2 separate regions of the Xenopus tropicalis genome follow, and region 2 is linked to region 1. Evidence: chromatin contacts called from public Hi-C data. All regions are on one chromosome and are shown on one strand. Each heading gives the region's core, a stretch centred on a gene start, on an enhancer-like site or on the middle of the called end of the contact. The rest is flanking DNA. Distances are from core to core; before and after follow the strand shown. Region 1 holds the start of nsl1 (kinetochore-associated protein NSL1 homolog). Region 2 holds the start of nenf (neudesin neurotrophic factor).

Region 1 (4,414 bases), core at 1,067-3,566:
GTCGTTTGCACATGGATTGAAAACTGGCTACAGGATCGGGTACAGAGGGTGGTTGTTAATGGCACATTCTCTACTTGGAATAAGGTTCTCAGTGGGGTCCATCAGGGTTCTGTACTGGGTCCACTTTTGTTTAACTTGTTCATAAATGACTTGGGGGAGGGGATTATGAGTAATGTATCAGTGTTTGCAGATGACACAAAACTCTGCAGTCAATTCTATCCAGGATGTGACATCCCTGCAGCAGGATCTTGACCAACTGGCAATCTGGGCAGCTAAGTGGCAGATGAGATTTAATGTGGATAAATGTAAGGTCATGCACCTGGGATGTAACAATATGCAAGCCCCGTATACCCTTAATGGGACTGCACTAGGTAAATCCATAATGGAGAAGGACCTTGGAGTCCTTGTAGATAATAAACTTGGCTGTAGCAAGCAATGCCAGGCAGCAGCTGCAAGGGCAAACAAGGTTTTGAGCTGTATTAAAAGGGGTATAGATTCACGGGAGGAGGGGGTTATTCTTCCCCTTTACAGAGTGCTGGTAAGGCCCCATCTAGAATATGCTGTTCAGTTTTGGTCTCCAGTGCTCAAACGGGACATTACTGAGTTAGAGAGGGTCCAGAGAAGGGCAACTAAGCTGGTAAAGGGTATGGAAAGTCTCAGTTATGAAGAAAGACTGGCCAAGTTGGGTCTGTTTACACTGGAGAAGAGGCGCTTAAGAGGTGACATGATAACTATGTATAAATATATAAGGGGATCATATAATAACCTTTCTAATGTTTTATTTACCAGTAGGTCCTTCCAACGGACACGAGGGCACCCACTCCGTTTAGAAGAAGGGAGGTTCCATTTAAATATTCGGAAAGGATTTTTTACAGTGAGAGCTGTGAAGTTGTGGAATTCCCTCCCCGAATCAGTTGTACTGGCTGATACATTATATAGCTTTAAGAAGGGACTGGATGGATTCTTAGCAAGCGAGGGAATACAGGGTTATGGGGGATAGCTCTTAGTACAAGTTGATCCAGGGACTGGTCCGATTGCCATCTTGGAGTCAGGAAGGAATTTTTTCCCCTCTGCGGCAAATTAGAGAGGCTTCAGATGGGGTTTTTTGCCTTCCTCTGGATCAACTTGTAGTTAGGCAGGTTATATATAGGCATTATGGTTGAACGTGATGGACGTATGTCTTTATTCAACCCAACTTACTATGTTACTATGTATGTTACTATGTTACTATGACATGGAAAGGCGTGTTTCCTGGGTTGTGAATAGGGCGGGGCTTAGGCTGATTGTGGGCAGAGTTTGGGCATAATTGGGGAGTGGCCAGGGTGGCTCAGGGGTGTGGCTGTGCATGCAAGGGGCTTTTTTAACCACCCAGGGGGGCCATTAGTAGTTAAGGGCTCCATGGTTACTGATGGTGGCCCCTGCAGCTAGTTCAAAGGGTTCTGCACCATTCTGCCACATAGAGGATGAAAGTCTACGCATGGGGTCTCTTATGTGGTCCATTGGACCATGCACAAAGAATACATTGGGAATGGAACCAGACAAGAATGGGCCCCTGCCAATGTAGGAAGGAAGAAGGGGCATTACAGGAATGTTACTGTAGTTCAGCAACACCTGCAGGCTGTAGAATGGCATACAGACGTATACTGGGGGTCTAGCCCTATATCCCTCCCCCCTTCTCTATAATGTGGGCTCTATCCCAGTAAACAGTACACACAATAACATACCAGGGCTCCAGGAAAGATAAGACTTGGTCACAGGGTGTGGGAAATACATAACCCTCTTTATAATATGACAGGCAATGTAAGACTTGCATGGGCTACTGGGGAGGTAGAGCTGCCATAGTGATTCCCTGCCCCCAACCAAAATGGGAAATAATGGAGGATATGCTTACATGATCAAAGTCTGAGGCAGAGAGGTGACAGTGACAGTCCACCAGAACTGCAGACCGAGCCATGGGAAAACACAGCTCCACACTTCCACCCGCGCCTGCGCAGTAGCCACTCCACCCACCGGGAGTAGGGTGTAGCAAGATGGCGGAAAGGAGATTCTGTTGAGGGCCACACTTCCACCCGCGCCTGCGCAGTAGCCACTCCACCCACCGGGAGTAGGGTGTAGCAAGATGGCGGAAAGGATATTCTGTTGAGGGCCACACTTCCACCCGCGCCTGCGCAGTAGCCACTCCACCCACCGGGAGTAGGGTGTAGCAAGATGGCGGAAAGGAGATTCCGTTGAGGGCCACACTTCCACCCGCGCCTGCGCAGTAGCCACTCCACCCACCGGGAGTAGGGTGTAGCAAGATGGCGGAAAGGAGATTCTGTTGAGGGCCACACTTCCACCCGCGCCTGCGCAGTAGCCACTCCACCCACCGGGAGTAGGGTGTAGCAAGATGGCGGAAAGGATATTCTGTTGGGGTCCGTAAGTAATTGTCTCCCCGGTCTTATGCAGGAGTCTGCCCTGTAATAAGGAGTGTTTCACTACAGAGTCGGATTAATGCATCCATAAGCTCTAATGAATGGACCCACTGTATACGGAACTAACATTCACGATGCGCGGTTTCCCCGCCGAGCCGAGTTTGTGCTGGACACTTCCTGTTTGAAGGATTTTTTTTATTTTTTCAATCCAAAAATGGCGGCAATTTCTGGTGGCGGCTCGCTAAGGCGTAGCGGCCGTCTGAAGGTGGTTTCTCCCGGTACCGACGGCGGCAGTGCGTACGGGGTCTCGGCGCCGCCTGAATCCGCAGGCCGGACCGTGTCTGGGAATATACGGGGGGCGCAGTCACAGGGGAAGACCCGGGAAACGAGATATGCGAGAAGGAACCGAGCCCGGGGAGGCGCCAGTGTTTGTGAATATGGGAGAGATGGGCGCGTCAGTGAAGGGAAAGACTCGGGTATCGAACGGCCGGAGCCGCCCACCAAGAGCAAGGCCCCCAGCCCTACAAAGCCTGAGACCCCCACCAAGAACAAAGCCCCCAGCCCTACAAAGCCTGAGACCCCCACTAATAGCAAAGCCCCCAGCCCTAAAAAGCCCGAGACCCCCACTAAGAGCAAGGCCTTTAGCCCTAAAAAGCCTGAGACCCCCACTAAGAGCAAAGCCCCCAGCCCTAAAAAGCCTGAGACCCCCACCAAGAGCAAAGCCCCCAGCTCTAAAAAGCCTGAGACCCCCACCAAGAGCAAAGCCCCCAGCCCTAAAAAGCCTGAGACCCCCACTAAGAGCAAAGCCCCCAGCCCTAAAAAGCCTGAGACCCCCACTAATAGCAAAGCCCCCAGCCCTGCAAAGCCTGAGACCCCCACTAAGAGCAAAGCCCCCAGCCTTAAAAATCCCGAGACCCCCACTAAGAGCAAAGCCCCCAGCCTTAAAAATCCCGAGACCCCCACTAAGAGCAAAGCCCCCAGCCCTAAAAAGCCCGAGACCCCCACTAAGAGCAAAGTCCTCAAAAAGATTGGCACCCCCACTAAGAGCAAAGCCCCCAGCCCTAAAAAGATTGGCACCCCCACTAAGAGCAAAGCCCCCAGCCCTAAAAAGATTGGCACCCCCACTAAGAGCAAAGCCCCCAGCCCTAAAAAGATTGGCACCCCCACTAACCCCAGAATGACTGTGACTCCAACTAAAGACAAAGCCCCCAGCCCTATAAAGGCTGAGATTCCCAATAGGCACGAAGGGACGAGCCCTGTAAAGGTTGGGGATTCCAGAAGCGGCAAAGCCCATAGCCCTATAATAGACAAAGTGTTGAGCCCAACAAGGGCTGGATCCCCCATTAGTGCACCTAGCCGGATAAAGTCTTCCAGTGATGAGAGTCCTGCAAAAGCTCAAGTCAGAGCATCAAGCACTGGGAATGGAACAGTACTGAGCCCTGTAAAGTCAGGATTGATCAGTAAAAGGAAAGCTGCAAGTCCTACAGTGTATGGATCTCCAAGTAAAAGGAAAGCACACAGTCCTGCAGGGGCAGGGTCTATAGATCCAAGCAAAGTAGCAAACTCTGCAGAGGCAGAACTTGTTTCTGGGACCAAAAGGCAAAACCCTGTTGAGACTGGGACTGTTACTAAGAGTAAAGCACAATACAGCGCAGAGGTTCATAAAAATACAGAACACCAAGATCCTTCCACTAAGTGTGGGACCCGCAGCCCTGGGAAGCAGAGACTGTCCAATAATGTACAAGGTTTACTTGGCAATGAGCAGCCTGTTGGTCAATTATCCCAAGTCCCTAACGAGAGGATTATCCATGGCTGCAGTGAATCTAATCCATCCAGGCAGTGTGAATCCAGCCTGTCAGCCAGTAGCAGAGCCCAAGGCTCAAGTGAAGCGGGTCCATCGAGTGAGAGCGGGACAGGTATACGTGGGACCCTGACTTCTAATAGAGACCCTAGAATACGTTGCAGTTCTAAACAGATTGTACAGGAGGTGTTGGCAAAGTGCA
Region 2 (4,135 bases), core at 496-2,995, 210 kb after region 1:
AGTGTCAACCCCTGTTCAGCCAGTTGCACCCAAATGCCCATAACCATCACTATGCCACCCGTACCTGGAGGGAGCTCCCATGTCTGGGGGCCATGTTTTGACTCACCCATCATACACTTGAAAGTGACATAACACGCACTAATGCTTAGGGACGCAACATTGCTGCTCACACCAGGCCACCATGAGCATTTTTAGGCAAAACAGTATTTTTTTTCCCAACTGGATTTCAAGCTATATTAGCCCAGTTTTACTAGTAATAGTTTAAGTAAAAAATAATACGAATGATATGATAAACTATTAGGAAACACCTTTCCATGGTTATTAGGGAGTTATTACAGCCATAAATGGAGATGCTGTTTCACTGCTTTCCCTGTGTGGATTCATACTACAAAAGCAAATGGCCATGTTCTTACTGTATCATAAGTAAGGTCCGCTGGATCCAGTGACATCTTGGCGACTGCCCGCGTTGAGTCCTTTCCTGCAAGGGCATTGTATGAGGCTCCTTTTCCATAAAACTCTGGTAAAATTGCAATTAAAAAAAAAAAAAAAAAAAATCATGATCTCTTACATCATACAAAGCCACGAGATCTTGCAATGAGGGAACTGCCACAGCACATAAAAGTGGTGGGTTTAGTAGCAATTGCCTTTTGGGCAAAATACAGCGTATTATAGGGGTTACGTAATAAATGATATTAAGTGTACCCAGTACCACTAACCCATAGCAACTAATCAGCAGGTCAGGTGTTATTCAGCCTATGATTAAGTGCTCAGATTGGCACAAAACGCGTAAGGCTTAGCATTTATGTGTATGCTTCAATAAAATACTTTTGATCTTACTTTAATATTTGAGCTTCTATTCTACCTGATTGGATTTCCGGAGTGCCTGCCTATCTCATCTATGTGTTTACTGGTCACCTGTCTACAAGCAAACACCTTATTGGTTAGATTATCATCCTGTTCCAGCTGTCACTGAGCTGCTGCCAGGGGGGCAGTTGTTGGTGGGATACTGTAGGTCTGATTATAAACAACGGGGCCTCAGACGCTATTTCAAGCAAAGATAATCCTGCCGCTATCCTCGCTGCTGTATTATACGGAATCATTACCTTTCCCAGCAGACACGTCGAATACAGTTCCTTTTACTGCCATATAGATTGGCTGCTCATCCTTGAAAGGAAAGAGAAAGAAGGCAGTTAGCCGTGCCCATTAGTGACACTAATCCAACAGAACCCGGGCCTTTGTCTATTCCTGCTCCCAGCATCCCTGTCCCTCAACCCCTGGCCCCTTATTGGCCTGAGCTCCTTCCAGCATATTAACTGCAAATGCTCAGTTTTAACCCTTAATGGTGAACCAGCCCCAGACCCTCTTTATTGAAGTTTACATTAAAAAGAGAAGCATCTCCACTTTCCCTATGAGCCATTTGGCCAAGAAACACATTGTGAGATCCACTTGTGGAATCCTTGGTGGCCCGGATGCCCCCTTGCTCGGGAAAGAGAGAGCCAATCCTCCCAACCCAGGAGATCATGTGATCCAGTTTCCCATGCTGTAACCAATGAGAGCAGCCCAAGCAGGATGGCACTGGGTACTTGCCTTCTCCCCATTGTAGGTGGCTAAATCATCCTCAGTGAAGAGTCTGACAGGCTTCTGGCGCGGCCCGGGCTGCTGGGGCTCCTGGGAGGCACCGCTCAGTAGCACAAGGCACAGTATCACCGCGCACCGGTGCCAAACACTAACCTCCGGCATATTGGGAGCAACTTCCGGGATGCGAACTGAGGCAAAGTTTTGCTTGAGTTAAGCCCCGCCCAACAAGCCCGGCATGCACCGCTCTCAATTGTGTGTTCTGGGCGGCAGGCGAGAGTTTGCCTTATTACTGAGGCAGGAATAAGTGAATACTGTACATACAAGCCTAATAATCAGTCACAGTTGTCTGGTATTAACCTATTCTTCCTGTAATGTTACATTTTGTGCTTAAACTACTAAATACACGATCCAGAGGAAAATCTAAATTTTGTGGAAATCCTTTTTTAAATAGAAAACCTTTTAAAGGAGAATTGGTACAATTTGTGAGGCAGACCCCAATTTTTCTTTCCAGATGTGCGTCCTAGTGATCTGTCCCCTGAGATGGCCAAACAGCACCCATTTATATTCAAACCACATGTTTCCCCCACAGCCCAGCCCTGTACAGGTAGAAATAGGGGCGTCTCACAATAAAATGTCTAATGCAGGGGTGCCCAGACATTTTCCCCCGGGGATCTACCTTTGACTCCTCCCTGCATATATCCGCGATGCAGCATACGTACGCATACCCAATAAATGCGCCGCACTTACATATTCCGGGGCTTACGTGGTCCATCAGAAATCCATGGGGGATCGACTGATGGACTGCGATCAACGTCTTGCCCCCCCTGGTCTAAGGCTAATGCTACACATAGTGTGGCATTAGCCGAGAATATGCTCCATACGCTCAAAAATGCCCCTACCTGTGCCTGCACCTGAATGAATGGGATGCGCTTGGGTGCCGGCACATGTAGCCGATATCCGCTGAAAATTCTTGTGTTTTTATGCAGATTTTGGCTACATGTGCCTGCACCGAGCGCATTCCATTCATTTGGGTGCAGGTACAAGGTAGGCTGAATTGACAGTAGCGGGCAATAGAGATGTAGCGAACTGTTCGCCGGCGAACTAATTCGCGCGAGCATCGGGTGTTCGCGAACGCGCAAGTTCACGAACTTTCCGTGTATGTTCGCAATTTGGGTTCGCCGCATTTTTTTCCGCTGCGTTTTTTCTCTGCGTTTTTTCTCAGCCTAAAAAACGCCGCACAACCACACATGGCGTTTTTCAGCCTAATACTGGTGTAAGCAAATCCCGTTTCCATGGTGCCAATAGCGCGAAATAGCAAAAAACGCCGCGTATTTCCGCTAGGTCTGCCCGTTTTTACGCAACGCTTTTTCAACAAAGTATTTTTTAGAGAAATTTTTGCCCTTGATCCCCCTCCTGCATGCCCCTGTCCAGGTCGTGGCACCCTTTAAACAACTTTAAAATCAGTTTTCTGGCCAGAAATGGCTTTTCTAGGTTTTAAAGTTTGCCTTCCCATTGAAGTCTAAGGGGTTCACAAAGCTCGCGAATATTTGCGCTTTTTGGCGTAAGTTCGCGAACGTGTTCGCAAACTTTTTTTTTTAGGTTCAGCTACATCCCTAGCGGGCAAGCTGAAAAACGCTTGCCAAGAATACGCCCGTGTGGCATTAACCTAAGAGTCGACAGGTGTGTAAATAATCTCTAACCTCCTACCTGAGGTCAATTTTGAATTGTTATCATGTGACGGGCAATTAATCTCCCCGCAATGCCATCCCACCGGCTAGAATGTAAATCGCCGGTGGGATGGCATACGTGGCGCCGTGATTTGCCGAGGTTGCCTTGAGAGGAAACTTTGGGTGACTTCTGCAAATGGTGGAGCCACGTATGCTATCCCACTGGCGATTTACATTCTATCCGGTGGGAATGGCAATGCGGGGAGATTAGTCCCCCGCGACAAGGAAGATTTGTCACGTGGCGACTAATCTCCCCGTGTGTCACAGCCCTTAGGGTCTCTGTGTCCTTGAAATGCCAGGGTCTATTTTGGGTCCCAGTCCAAACTTAACCAGCAGGGAACAGAGAATACCTAGAAGATGCCAAGATGGCACAGGCACACTCTCTGTACTAAAGTACCCCAGGCAAGTGCTGGAAGGGTCGGTCTGGTCTGTGGTAGAAGTAAGAGGTTTGTGATCAGAGAGAATTTACATTTATTTCGTCTTTAAGCACAGTTTCTACATTTTAGCTCCTTTATAATACACACCAGAGTAATACATCACCAAAGGGACACAGTGTATATACCCTCTTTGCTCTAGTTTAAATCTGATTAACAAAGAAGTTACACTTTCATCCCTTAACATACAACGCCTGCTGGCGCGACTGTGGAAAGACTACATTTCCCAGCGGGCACCGCGGCGGAGACCGGTCAGCGAGATGCGTGCGCAGCTGGAGCTGCTGCTACTGGGGGAGAGTCCGACATCCCGGAGTAAAGTGAGAGCCCGAGTGGCAGATGCAGCGGGAGAGACCAACCTGGCTGCTCCGGGGGGAGAAACCAAGCAAAACTCCGTGC

The links. Hi-C and Micro-C count contacts between places; a contact is called where the count stands out from the background.
Region 2: a contact with region 1 is called in a Hi-C map of neurula embryo, with 3 times the contacts expected there. The contact joins the promoter of nenf here to the promoter of nsl1 in region 1. A contact is called at or near these places in 3 of 5 Hi-C or Micro-C datasets (brain, liver and neurula embryo).

Annotation. Positions count from the first base shown.
Region 1 is chr5:14,378,363-14,382,776 of UCB_Xtro_10.0, forward strand. nsl1 (kinetochore-associated protein NSL1 homolog) reads left to right here and starts at 2,317. Exons shown (of 6, transcript XM_002934685.5): 1 at 2,317-4,414. The coding sequence starts at 2,509. tatdn3 (putative deoxyribonuclease tatdn3-B) reads right to left here and starts at 2,050. Exons shown (of 10, transcript XM_012963946.3): 1 at 1,892-2,050. The coding sequence starts at 1,954.
Region 2 is chr5:14,590,679-14,594,813 of UCB_Xtro_10.0, forward strand. nenf (neudesin neurotrophic factor) reads right to left here and starts at 1,746. Exons shown (of 4, transcript NM_001030454.1): 1 at 1,588-1,746; 2 at 1,104-1,164; 3 at 414-517. The coding sequence starts at 1,740. pacc1 (proton activated chloride channel 1) reads left to right here and starts at 4,065. Exons shown (of 8, transcript NM_001078829.1): 1 at 4,065-4,135.